Regions from separate parts of the Mus musculus genome. Here region 1 is linked to region 2. Evidence: chromatin contacts called from public Hi-C data. All regions are on one chromosome and are shown on one strand. The core of a region is the stretch at or near the end of the contact, and the rest is flanking DNA. Distances in the headings are between cores, read along the strand shown. Region 1 overlaps Dock1 (dedicator of cytokinesis 1). Region 2 holds the start of Insyn2a (inhibitory synaptic factor 2A).

The links. A called contact is a pair of places that touch in the nucleus more often than the background predicts.
Region 1: a Hi-C map of embryonic stem cells shows a contact between it and region 2, with 2.4 times the contacts expected there. The contact joins the enhancer-like site here to the promoter of Insyn2a in region 2. A contact is called at or near these places in 4 of 39 promoter capture datasets (embryonic stem cells, hippocampal neurons and liver), 3 of 484 Hi-C or Micro-C datasets (embryonic stem cells and nephron progenitors), 2 of 115 datasets of contacts at active chromatin or transcription factors (embryonic forebrain and stem cell-derived neural progenitor cells) and 1 of 9 other capture datasets (pancreatic islet).

What each region holds. Positions count from the first base shown.
Region 1 is chr7:135,136,525-135,142,209 of GRCm38.p6, forward strand. It overlaps Dock1 (dedicator of cytokinesis 1), which reads left to right. Exons shown (of 52, transcript NM_001033420.2): 41 at 1,291-1,432; 42 at 1,554-1,632; 43 at 3,783-3,867. Among named protein-coding and RNA genes, the nearest start is that of Gm24581, 7.7 kb to the left of the region's middle. RefSeq lists an enhancer at 1,397-4,094. Within about 2 kb of position 2,822, at least 39 of the 459 cell types and tissues checked have an H3K27ac peak or open chromatin away from gene starts, as enhancers often do. A contact at or near this core is called in embryonic stem cells, where this site is marked.
Region 2 is chr7:134,934,552-134,940,576 of GRCm38.p6, forward strand. It overlaps Insyn2a (inhibitory synaptic factor 2A), which reads right to left and starts at 3,879. Exons shown (of 4, transcript NM_001143802.1): 1 at 3,161-3,879. The region is part of intron 27 of Dock1 (dedicator of cytokinesis 1); the gene reads left to right.

The sequences.
Region 1 (5,685 bases), core at 1,572-4,071, 200 kb after region 2:
ACTCATTTCTAGGCTTCAGGAAGGCCAGGAGTTCAGGGTCTTCCTGTTTGGCCAGGGTCCCCTTTCCTCCATCTCTGCTGACCTCCATGTGACCATGGACCAGGTCAGGATCTGAGGACCTCCCCTTGGTCCTGTGCAGAGCTGTATTCTTTTTTGGCAGAGGAATGATGACTTAATTAGGGCTACAAGGGGGAGGCAGCTGCCACTGGCCGCTGGGGTCTCATGCCAGCTCTTTCCTGTGTCTAGGTAGCCAATCAACACAGGACCCAATTCACATGAGAGAAACATAAAAACTAATTAATTTTATATATACATATGGATTTTCACAAGAGAATACATTCCAACTATATGACCAGAGTTGACAGAGCAATGAATTAACAAAATAAAAGCAAGACAGACAACGGGATAGAAACTTCTGGGAATGTTACTGACAGAAATAGGTAGGCGGTTATCCAGGTTACAGTGGAGTATGAAAGGCTCCCCTAGTAAGAATCCGTTTACTTCCTTCAAAATGAAAGTAGAAGCTAATAGATGTGTTAGCACATGCCTTTAATCCTAGCATTCGGGAGGCAGAGGCAAGAGGTCAGCCTGGTCTATACAGTGAGTTCTAGGACAGACAAAACTACATAATAGAGACTCTGTCTCCAAAAAAAAGAGGAGGAGAAGGAGGCTGAGCAACTCCTATAGTGGCCACAGTCCCATGGGGGAAATTTGGCTTTAAATAATTATATTCCAGTCAGCATATTCTTAAGTCCTCCACATTCACCTGAGAAGAAAAACAAATACTGTTGTCCACACACACTGGCTAGTTAACCCTGTGTGAACATGTGTGGGAGTCCTGTGCCTTGCTTGATTACTTACTACATGTATTTATATAATAATAGAACTTATTGCCTACTTGTGTGTGTTCATGTGCCGGGGTGTGGCTGTGGAGGTCAGAGGACAACTTGTGGGAGTCACTTCTTGTACCATGTGGGTCAGGCTTGGCTTACAAGGACCTTCACCTGCTAAACCATCCCGCTGCCCACCTTCACAGGTTTGTAATGAGTCCTTCTTACTCAGAGTAAAGCTCACAGTGAGTATTCAGCGGGATGAAGTTTGGTGCTCTTGATGAGAGAGGAGAGTTGTTAGTTATTCTTAAATGCAGTGATTTAAAAAGGAAAAACAAACTGTCCAAAACAAGCAACAAATAAACAAAACTGTCAAACGTATCTGAAGAGCAGCATTCTGTGTGTGAGCTTTTCTCGGCCCTCCACCTGTGGTGTATTTAACAAAGGTCACTGTCTCCAGGGCAAAGTGTTCATTTACCGAGGCAAGGAATATGAGCGACGGGAAGATTTTGAAGCTCGGCTGTTAACTCAGTTTCCAAATGCTGAAAAAATGAAGACGACGTCTCCACCGGGCGATGACATTAAGACTTCTCCCGGCCAGTGTATCCTTTAAGGCAGCAGGAGGGCCATTCATGGGAACATGGGCGCACTGGTGCACACAGGGAGCAGGGCTTCTCTTGGTTGTCATGTGTGCTGCCATCTTCCTTCACCCCCTTTCCTCAGACATCCAGTGCTTCACAGTGAAGCCCAAGCTAGACTTACCTCCGAGATTTCACCGACCCGTGTCTGAACAGATTGTAAGGTAACTACGCTAATTTTCTTACCAATAAGAGGCAGCAAGATAAGACGGACGTGGTGGCGCACGCCTTTAATCCCAGCACTCAGGAGGCAGAGGCAGGCGGATTTCTGAGTTCGAGGCTAGCCTGGTCTACAAAGTGAGTTCCAGGACAACCAGAGCTATACAGAGAAACCATGTCTCAAAAAAAAAAAAAAAAAAAAAAAAAAAAAAAGGCAGCAATATGCTGACGGTGGGTGTCTTGCTAATCAGTCTACCTTTTGAAGGGTAGGTAGACTTTAAACTTTGAAGAACATGCTAGATGTTTCTTCTACCCTCTCCCAAGAACAAGGAAAGCTAGCGATTTCTGACACCCACCAAAAGGAAAGAAAGTTATTAGAGGGGCGCTCAGGATTGTTTTTCCAGCGTCTGCAAAGATGAAACCCAGAAGGAAGGAAGTAGGCCTTGGGTCTCCTTAGAGACCATACATTCAGGGTAAAATACCCAACAGTGTTCAAAGCCAACCCTCGCCCTGTCCTGTGGAGATTACAGACTCTTTGCCTTTTATGATATGGAAGCAGAGATTAGAGTATTTGCTCCCCATTAAGATGCAAAACAGTCCGTTTGCACTGGGTTAGAGGGATCATTCCTTTGGTAAAGCACGGACTGTAAGCAATTGGACCTCAGTTTTATCCCCAGTACCCATATTATAAACAAACAAACCAACGGAAACCACCAGGTAGGGTGCTTTTTGCTTTAACCCAGAAATGGCAAAGTGGGAAGCCAAAACTGTGGAGTCCCTGTAAACTCATTGGGCAGCAAGCAGAGCTACTGGGTGAAGTTCCAGGCTTTTGAGACCTTGTCTCAAACAGAAAGTGGAAGGTGCCTGAAAGACCATGCCAAGGGTGGTCCTCTGACCTCTACATGCACACCCATCTCCCCTTCTTCTTCCCCCCCCCCCCAAATGATCACACAGACAGAGTCATGCAGTGGCATTTAAACTCCACATATCCCAGTGGGGCTGAGCTCACACACCAGTGCTAAGGTGCAACTGACTGGGGGGTGGGGGGTGGGGGGCGCTGTAGAGTAGTTCCCTGCAGGCTCTTTGCTGTGGTGAATCATCTCTTTGATCTCTGTGCTCATGGGAACTGCAGCCTCTTTGAGGCCTGCTCCTCCTCTGGTGTGTTTGTTCCACATCCTGGAGTTCCATTTTAGCCTTTCATCACTGTTGCCTTGGAAGCCATGGAAACAATCTAGGGCTGCCTTTCAGCGGTCACAGAAATGCAGCAGTAGGCAAAGAGAATCACAAAGCTGCTCACATGGCTTTGTGTACATTCTTTCCTGGGGAGAGAATTAAGTCGAGTACATGGGCATGCACACACCCTTCACAAGCACTGGCCACGCCTTAGTGGTATGGAAGACAGACAACAAGCTGTGTGTGGCCCTGCCCGGAACACCACTCTGCTAAATCTACATCTCAAAACTCTGAAATTAGAGTGCATGGCACCCTTCTTTTTTTTTAAAGATACACATTGTCAGTTCCTCTAGATAAATTGACTGTTAATTTATTCCGTTAGCTGGGGCAGAGGCAGGTGGATCTTTAGATATTTAAGGCCAGCCTTGTCTATATAACAAGGTACAAGCCAAGGCTGCATAATGACACACTGTCTTAAAAAAAAACTATACACACACATAACATACACACATGCAAACGTACATACATGCATGCATGCATACATGCATGCATACATATGTGGTATGTGTATGTAGTTTTATTATTTATTATAGATCACATATATCACTAAATTATATGTTTATATCACTAAAACCACACATTATTGTTTTTTATAAACAGTGCGCATATCTGTGGAATCCACAGGCACTTTGTCTCTCCTTCACTTCACCTTGCCAAGCCTGTGCCCAGTCCACCTTACTCAGCATCTCTTCTCCCCTGAGGGCTGCCAGAGACAGAGAGGAGGCAAAAGTCTCCAGTCAGTTTTTCTACCTGCAGCAATGTCCCCTCAGGAGCTGCTAAGGAAGGAGCCAAGGCTGTGGCTTCTGGTCAAATGTGGGCATACTTCCTGAGATGTGTTCTGAACAGGACCTCCCTCCCGCAAATCTAACAGCAAACTGGCTACTTTCAGGTTAAAAGTCTGATGATTTGTCTGTCTCTACAGTTTTTACAGGGTGAATGAGGTACAGCGATTCGAGTATTCACGGCCCATCCGGAAAGGAGAGAAAAACCCAGACAATGAATTTGCGGTAATTAAAAAACATATCCACCATAACAATGCCCCCAAATCCTTACCTCCAGGAGAACACATCACCACAGGCCACCGTGGACAGTGTTAAATGTCTCTGTACATTGCACGCAGACATCCTAAGCATTACATTCCAGACTGAGCAAAGCTAGTAGCATTTTTACAGAGCTTGTCATCGAGATAGCTGAGACAGGAAATAATGGACCAATGGCATTAGGGCATTGGGTATTCCCTTCTAGTGAATGTAAAATAATAATAATAATTAGTCTTATCCCCACCCAGCCCAGCGTCAACTGAATGAGACTCAAACTAGGATTTATTTACTAGGCTCTGTGCCATTATGAGGATATAACCCCTAATCTAGTCCTCTAACACCAGTCTCAGTGCTCAGAACTCCAGAGGCTAATTTGGCCTTGGTGACAATGACAGTCAGGTGAGGCCAGTACCAGGCCTCCCTGTAACTCATCACACTGCAGCAGGATGCTCACTGCCATTCTGGACTGGGTGATCCTCTGTGGGGCCACACCATGCACCTCCAACCTGAACCCAGTGTCATCTCCCTGGTCAGGACAACCAGTCAGAGCTCTAGACACTGCCAGGTATTTCTTCAGTTTTGCAGCCACCACAATAACCCTGGGAATAGTAACACACACACACACACACACACACACACACACACACACACACAGAGAGAGAGAGAGAGAGAGAGAGAGAGAGAGAGAGAGAGAGAAGGAAGAAGGAGGAGGCGGAGGAGGCGGCGGCTTACCACAGAAGCATGAGGACCTGAATTCCATCTCCAGAATCCATGTTAATAAACCTGGGTGTGGTGGTGCATATCTATAATCCAGCATTGGGATGACAGAGCAAGGCAGTTCTCTGGAGCTCACTGGCTAACCACTCTAGCTTACTAAGCAAGCCAGGTCCTAATATGAGACTCTGGAAAACAAGATGAAAAGTACCAAAGATATACACACACAAACACACTCTCTCTCTCTCTCTCTCTCTCTCTCTCTCTCTCTCACACACACACACACACACACACACACACACACACACTCAAAGAATCTGTTGTACAAATGAACTGATCTAATGGAGCCTACTTCAAAAGGTATCAGACCAACCCGTAGTTTAAAATGTTAAGACCTCTTACTGGAACGCCTCCCTGCAGAATCTCCCTTCAGACCCATGTTCAGAGGACACTTTAGCCCCTAAGTAACATCAAAGACCAGCCCTGCTAGCATGGCCTCATTTGTTGTCTAGAGGCCTTTGGGATATAGGAGGCCAAAGGGGACTAAATAGCCACACCTGACCCAAAGCATAGTTTGAAGCCAACTGTCAAGGCTGCTTTAGGGAGAAGGACTTTCACCTCCCTCCATAGAAATCTTGAGAGGCAAAACCCTGAGTTTCCTTAACACCTCCTGGGAGTCACCTTAAGTAACATCCCCTCTGGCCCAGAGACCAGTGTCCTTGTGTGATGTCAGGACTTTGGAGTGAGTTGACTTATTGTTTCAAGACAAAGGTTGTGTTCCTTGGCCAGTACCAACATCCCAGGCCTTTGATGGCTGGTCTTTAACTAGGGTCAGAGCCTAGGAACAGACACACTAAGAGTAGATGAACAGTTTTCTGAGTATTTTTCTCACATAATAAGTCATGTCGCTCTTTCTGCAATGTCAGGGACCCAGGGATTTATTGACTTTCCCCCATTACCCGCCTTCCATCTTGCTGAATGTATATATCCTTACACTGTAAGGAATAGACACGAGGAGGCCAAGCGAATTGCTGAAGGGTGCTCAGCGAGCTGGCAGCGGAGCTAAGAATA
Region 2 (6,025 bases), core at 2,629-5,128:
CCTCTATGCCTTAGTATGCAACATCATCCAGACAACTTGTTTGTGTGAATTTGCCAGAGCCATCCAAATCTGTAGCTCACACAAATCTGTATTCTGTCCTCAAGGTATAAGATAAACTCCTTAAGTGAATTGATTAAAGGTCGTGATATTTTACAGTATTTACATAAAGATAGATTAATTTAAGTTTGGATAAGGGCTTCTCCAGACATCTTGGAAGTTCATGGAGATAGGTGTGTTGTCATGTCATACCAATCATATTAAATTTTGCTTTGAAATATTGAAGCCACTCCATAATGCCATGAAATATTAAAATCAAATATGAAGGTTCCACATCATAAATTATGTCAGCTAATTTTGGGCTGGAGAACTCAGATCTCTGGAGTTACAAAGGGTCCAGGGGTGATGAACGCAGCTGTCACGTTTCCGAAGGAGCTGTGGAAAACAGTCCTTCTTGTGTCCAGGAGTCCTCGTGGCCTTTTATCCCCTGGAGGACGTGAGCCACCTCCATTCTGTATAATTGGTGCGGTGCCCCAGCTGATCTGTTAACAGCCTCTCTGCTACACATCTGCTTAGGTATCCGGTGGGTTGGGCCAGAGTGTTAGCATTAAGGCCCTTAGCAACTCCATTCCTGCCCTTCTACAGCAAGGCCTGCCCTGAGAACTGCTTCACAGCGCTATGCCTCCAATCATTTCTCAACCTTATTGCCTGAGAAGTAGCCTGGCCAACGCAAGGACTCTGCTTCTACAAGGGAGCTCAGTAGCTGTCTCTCTCAGTGAGGCGGCCATGCAGTGGAGCAAACCGGAGGATACAAATATCTAGCAATGTGGATAAGTACCTAGTCTCTCACAGGATAGCCTGGTATCTGTATTTTCTGTGAACTCACTCCACTGTGTACGGTTTCTCCTTGGAGATGCATGCCTGTCTTGCACAGGCCTTTCTTTTATTTATGTAGCTCTTAAATTTTTATCTCCAAAGGGAAAGACAAAAGTCAAAAAATGCCTCTTCCTGGGGCAAAATAACTGTGACAGCATAGAAGCTCTCTGTGGTAAACTGAGGTAGCAGGATGACTGGATCTTCAGTGAGCCTCCTGAAGGCTCACTTGGAGCTTTTTGGTGCTTGCCTTATTAGCCTGCTTCTTAACCACTAGTTATGTTTCTCAGTGGAATAATGGACCTGATTTATGTCAAAACCCCAATGTCTTAATCACGATAATAAAACAGAAAGTCACAGCAACTATTGTCACCTTAAGACCTGCTTCGCTTCTCAAGGACATCCTGTCTTTAAAGAGAGGTCTTTGCTTCAGATTAATAAAAAAATAAATTGAATCAGCACCTTTTAAAGGAAAAGAGGAATTTAATGAAGAAAACAGAACTCCATTGCTCCCATAATTGATGCCAAATCCTGCTATGCTAGGCTAGGCTTCTTCCCTACCAAATTCAAATCTGATAAACCCATCCTGGAACGCAGTACCCTCTCACGTAGAGAGTAAACACGGACAGTAAATTAATATCTGGAAAGGTATGCAGATGGCAAGACTTCCTTTTTTTCCCCCCTCTTTGAGCTGTTTTGTGCACGTTTGCTAATCATGCTTGCAAAAAATTGCAAAGATAAATATGAACTTTGAAAAGTAGCATTCAACAGGATGTGAGTGTAAGAAATAGCACACCATGAATAGTAAAACCCAGCATGTTCCGCCTCTGCGGAGTGCAATGATTACGGTCTGTTCAGCCTTTACCGTCAGCTTCATAAAGGCAGTAGCCTTCTTATTTATGAACTACTCATGGGGGGCGATCCAGCTTTTATGATCTGAATGGTATTTTTTAATCAGGTCCCTAGCTCTGTAACCTTGATCAAGCCCTGATCGGGCTGTGAAAAAGTACCCCCCGCAAGTCATTTTCTAAGAGAAAGACTTCAAGCTACTGACCTCAACCCTGTGCTAGCCCTTGACTTGGTGCTCTGAAATGATCTCATGGGTTCTTAGCCAAGGCAGGGCTTGCCCAAAGTTCCTTCCCACTCTTGCCAGTTTCACCTCGGGATGCTTCGGCAGAATTTCAGCACCCAAGCAGACAAGGTCAAATTAAACTGCTTCTCCTGCTGCCTCTAGCTCATGAGTCCAACAGGGCAGCCAGTCCCCCAGCCCCAGGCCTGCATGCACCAAGAGAGGGGAAGGGACCTGAGCCCTGATCTGCAGAGAGTAGAAGGCACCCATTTTTCTTCCTTATTTACTCCAGGGGTGCCTCTCCTCCCCCACTCTGGCATCCCTTTATCACTGGCTCCATCTCCTTGTGGCATATTTTCAGGGTAGTAGAATGTTGAGGTCACAGGGAGAGGCTCCTTTTCTTTTTCAAGCAGCAGAGACGCCAGCCTGGAACCCTGAGCATGAACAAGCAAGATGCCGAGTCTTGTTCTTGACTTTGGGCTCTAGTCTCTGCCCCTGCTTGGGGCTGGCCCCTGTTCGTTCCTCTTTCCTGCCCTCACTAGCTCCCTAGGATCCGCAGCATCGGTTGGTTTCCCACGATTGTGCAGGTCAGGCATGTGCACTCGGAAGCTCAGCGGGGTGCAGACCCCAGCTCAGAGAAGGTGCCTATACCCGTAACCAAGAGAAGAGACCAACATTTCACGTGGGCATTTTTTGCCTTCTCTCCTGCTTCGGTCTTTGCTCAACAGCAGGCGGCAGGGCCCCTCTGCTCAGACTTATTCCCCCCATCTCCCTGAAGTTAATCAGCTGTACTGTACTTGGCAGTTCGCTTTAGTTTGGATAATACTTTCAAAACCTCGAACGTTCCAGGGAGATGGTCGTCCCCAGAGCCCCCAACCCCCTCCCGCCCAGTTCTGCCTGGCCAAGGATGTCCTGTGCTCACAAGGCTGTGGCGTTTGTCTAGAATAGACATCATATTCCCGCTCCTCCAAGACTGTAGCCAAAGTTGCCAGATGCCCCTGGGCGACTAGGTCCTGCCAGATGCAGTTGCGTAACCTCGCCCCCCACCTTCGCCGCTGCCCGCCACCGGGTCTACACTGGGCTACACCCGCCGTCCCGGACCTAGGCGAAGCCAGTTTAGGGGCTATTGCGTGCGCAAGAGCCAGGGTCTGCGCCCATCTGCCAGCGGTCAAGTACAGAGGGCTTGGGGTGCAGGAGGAGGGCATGCTGGGCTCTGCTTACCTTTGGCTGCTTACTGATAAGTGGAGGTCGGTGCAGCGCCTGGCTCGGGCATGTCTTGCCGCGGACCCTGGCAAGCCTGGCGCGGCACGGAGCACTCGGGGCAGAGCATCCACGGCAAGGATCTCCGGGCTCGCGCTGAAGGAGGCTCGGCTCCGGAGACTTGGCCAGCTGCGTGCCCGCCGCCCGCCCCCTCCACTGCCACGGGCCCGGCCCGCCCGGCCCGGCCGGCCCCCGCGCCGCAGCTCGAGTCCCTTCGGCTCCTGCTCAGCGACGCGCACGGGGAGGCAGTGGTTCGGCCGGCTCCGGGGACGCCCGCGCGCTCGCCCGATCGCGGCGCGGCGGAGCCAGCCACAGCCACCCGGCTCCGTGCTCCTCAGATGTCCTCATTTACTGCAATTGTCTTCGGCGAGATCCGGGAGCCGGGGCCGGGAGGAGGGGGCGGAGACGGGGAGGGAGCGGGAGGGGAGTCCTGGCCGAGGCACCAGGTCCCGGCTACTCTATGCAGCCGAGCGGCCAGAGGACTGAAGAGAGGGCACCGGGAGCTGCGCGCCAGTCGCCTGTGCGCTCGCCTGCCACCGAGGCGGGCGGAGCCCCGGGGCCCGTGGGGCGGGGGTGGGGCGGGGGCGGGCCAGGCCGCGTGCGTGGGGCGGGGGCCGGGCGCGTGAAGGAGCCCCTCCAGCCAGAGACGGATCGCGGGCAAGAGGAGGAGGAGGAGAAGGAGGAGGTGCTGGAAGCAGCCGCTGGCTGCTGCCTGTGCGCGGAGCTCCTCAGCCACATTCCTAGGGTTTCTGAGCTGCAGGCGGCGCTGCGGGGCCCCTGGAACTTGTTGAGTCTACCTAGGAGCCACCTCAGGCAGGCACGGGGACCCTATTGATTTCTTCTTCAGGAGTGGGGCTGTCTATAGGAAACCCTGCTTGATGGCTTTCTGTGGTGTCAACCAGCCTACCCCTGCTGGGTAGTTAATACCCTAGATGGGAGTGGACATCTGGGCAAGGCGCCCGCCCCCTCACCTGCAGATGTGTCTTTGGAGAGACTAGGGATGAAGGTTTCTCTTGCATTTTTTTACGTTTGTAACCAACCAGGAGTCTGTCCCTCAAATAAGGATTTGAAACGCAGACCTGTTTATTGGCCTAGGGACAAAGTAGAGAGTGTCTGCCTGCCTATCAGCTCTGTTGCATCCTGATAATTTGTGGACATGTCAGAGCAGGCATCTCCACTGTTCCTCATCTGGACCTCCTAGTCCCTCTGCCCCTCACCCCCCTAGAGAGGCAGTGGGAGATTGTGTTTGTTTTGATCAGAGTTAAATAAACTCGGAAAAGAGATTTCTTTAGCATGAACAGAGGACAATTCCCAGCATATACCCCAAACTCCACCAGAGTCTTGTGAGCTCTCTGATGCAGGTTCAGGGTCTTCCCCGATGCCTAGCAGGGCTGAGGAGCAGACACTGGGACTAAGTATTCTTGCATACAGGTCTCCCAGCCCTACCTGAGACATACTGGAAAGTAGCCCCCACCGATAACATGGTGGTAAGCTTTGGCCAATGAACTGGGATTCAGATGGGAAATGCTCTTAATCACCCACCCCTACAAGCACACCTTTCAGACAGAAGACAGGCTCTGGTTTGTTTCTATGTATCCTTTTATCCCTGTATCCCATCTTAGTATTCCAGGCCACTCCATTGCTCTATCCTCATACAGTGGGCTGATAGAGCCCAGCTCTCTGTTTTATATATACTTTCAGCTCTTTCAAAGGGCTTTCTGTAAGATACTGCATTGTCTATGTAGGATGATGTGTCCACACGTTTCAGGAGGAGGTCATTCTAAAATATCTTCCCTTTGCATGGAGAGAGCACCAAGCCTGAGGAACCCAGACTCTGTCCCTCCCACTCTTTAAAATGCCCCTTAGGACCCAGATTCTCCCAATTCTGATTGCCAGCCCATTTATGTCTTTAGGCCTGGAGGCGGCTGGGATCTGGCTGGGGAAAGGGCCTGTGTGCCGGCTGCTTTTATGTCAACTTGATTCAAATTGGAGTTATCTGAGAGGAAGGAACCTCAATTGAGAAAATGCACCCATAAGACCCAGCTGAAAGGCATTTTCTTAATTAGCAATTGATGGGGGAGGGCCCAGCCCATCGTGGGTGCTGCCATCCCTGGGCTGGCGGTCCTGGGTTCTGTAAGAAAGTAGGTTGAGTAAGCCATGAGGAGCAAGCCAGTAAGGAGGACCCTGCATGGTCTCTGTATTAGCTCCTGCCTCCAGGCTCCTGCCCTGCTTAGGTTCCTGCCCTCACTGCTTTGAATGATGAAGAGTGATTTGGAACTATGATTGAATTAAACCCTTTACTCTTCAAGTTGCCTTTGCTCATGGCACTTCGTCACAGCAACAGTAACTCTGACTAGGACAGTCTGCAAGGGTGAATAGACTCTGCTACCCAGCTAGAAGCCAGAGGGCTGTGTAGGATGGGACTGTGTAACAGCAGATGGCAAGACTTCCTGCCTGACATGCCTCCCGCTGCCCCCTTCCCCAGGTGTGCTCTTACATCTTTGGGAATTCTGTCCAGAAAACTTTCTGTAAATCTTACCTTATTGTAAATCCATAAGATTAGAAACCCCTTTTCCTATTTCTTAAGTATGTCACTGCACATCTGCCAGGCAATGTGGGAGTGGCACCATTGAGAATAGAAGGTTTGGCTTTGGGATCCATGAGTAAAATCAGATAGACAGAAAAGTGTGCAGAGGAGGCCAGAGCTCAGCCACAAGCGGCGCTGTGAGCTGGTTAGGTGTCTCTAGAGACAGTGTCAGTGATGATCCCCGCAATGGCTACCTAGAGGAGGCAATGATGGCATGCTATGGCCGGCAGGTTGGAAGA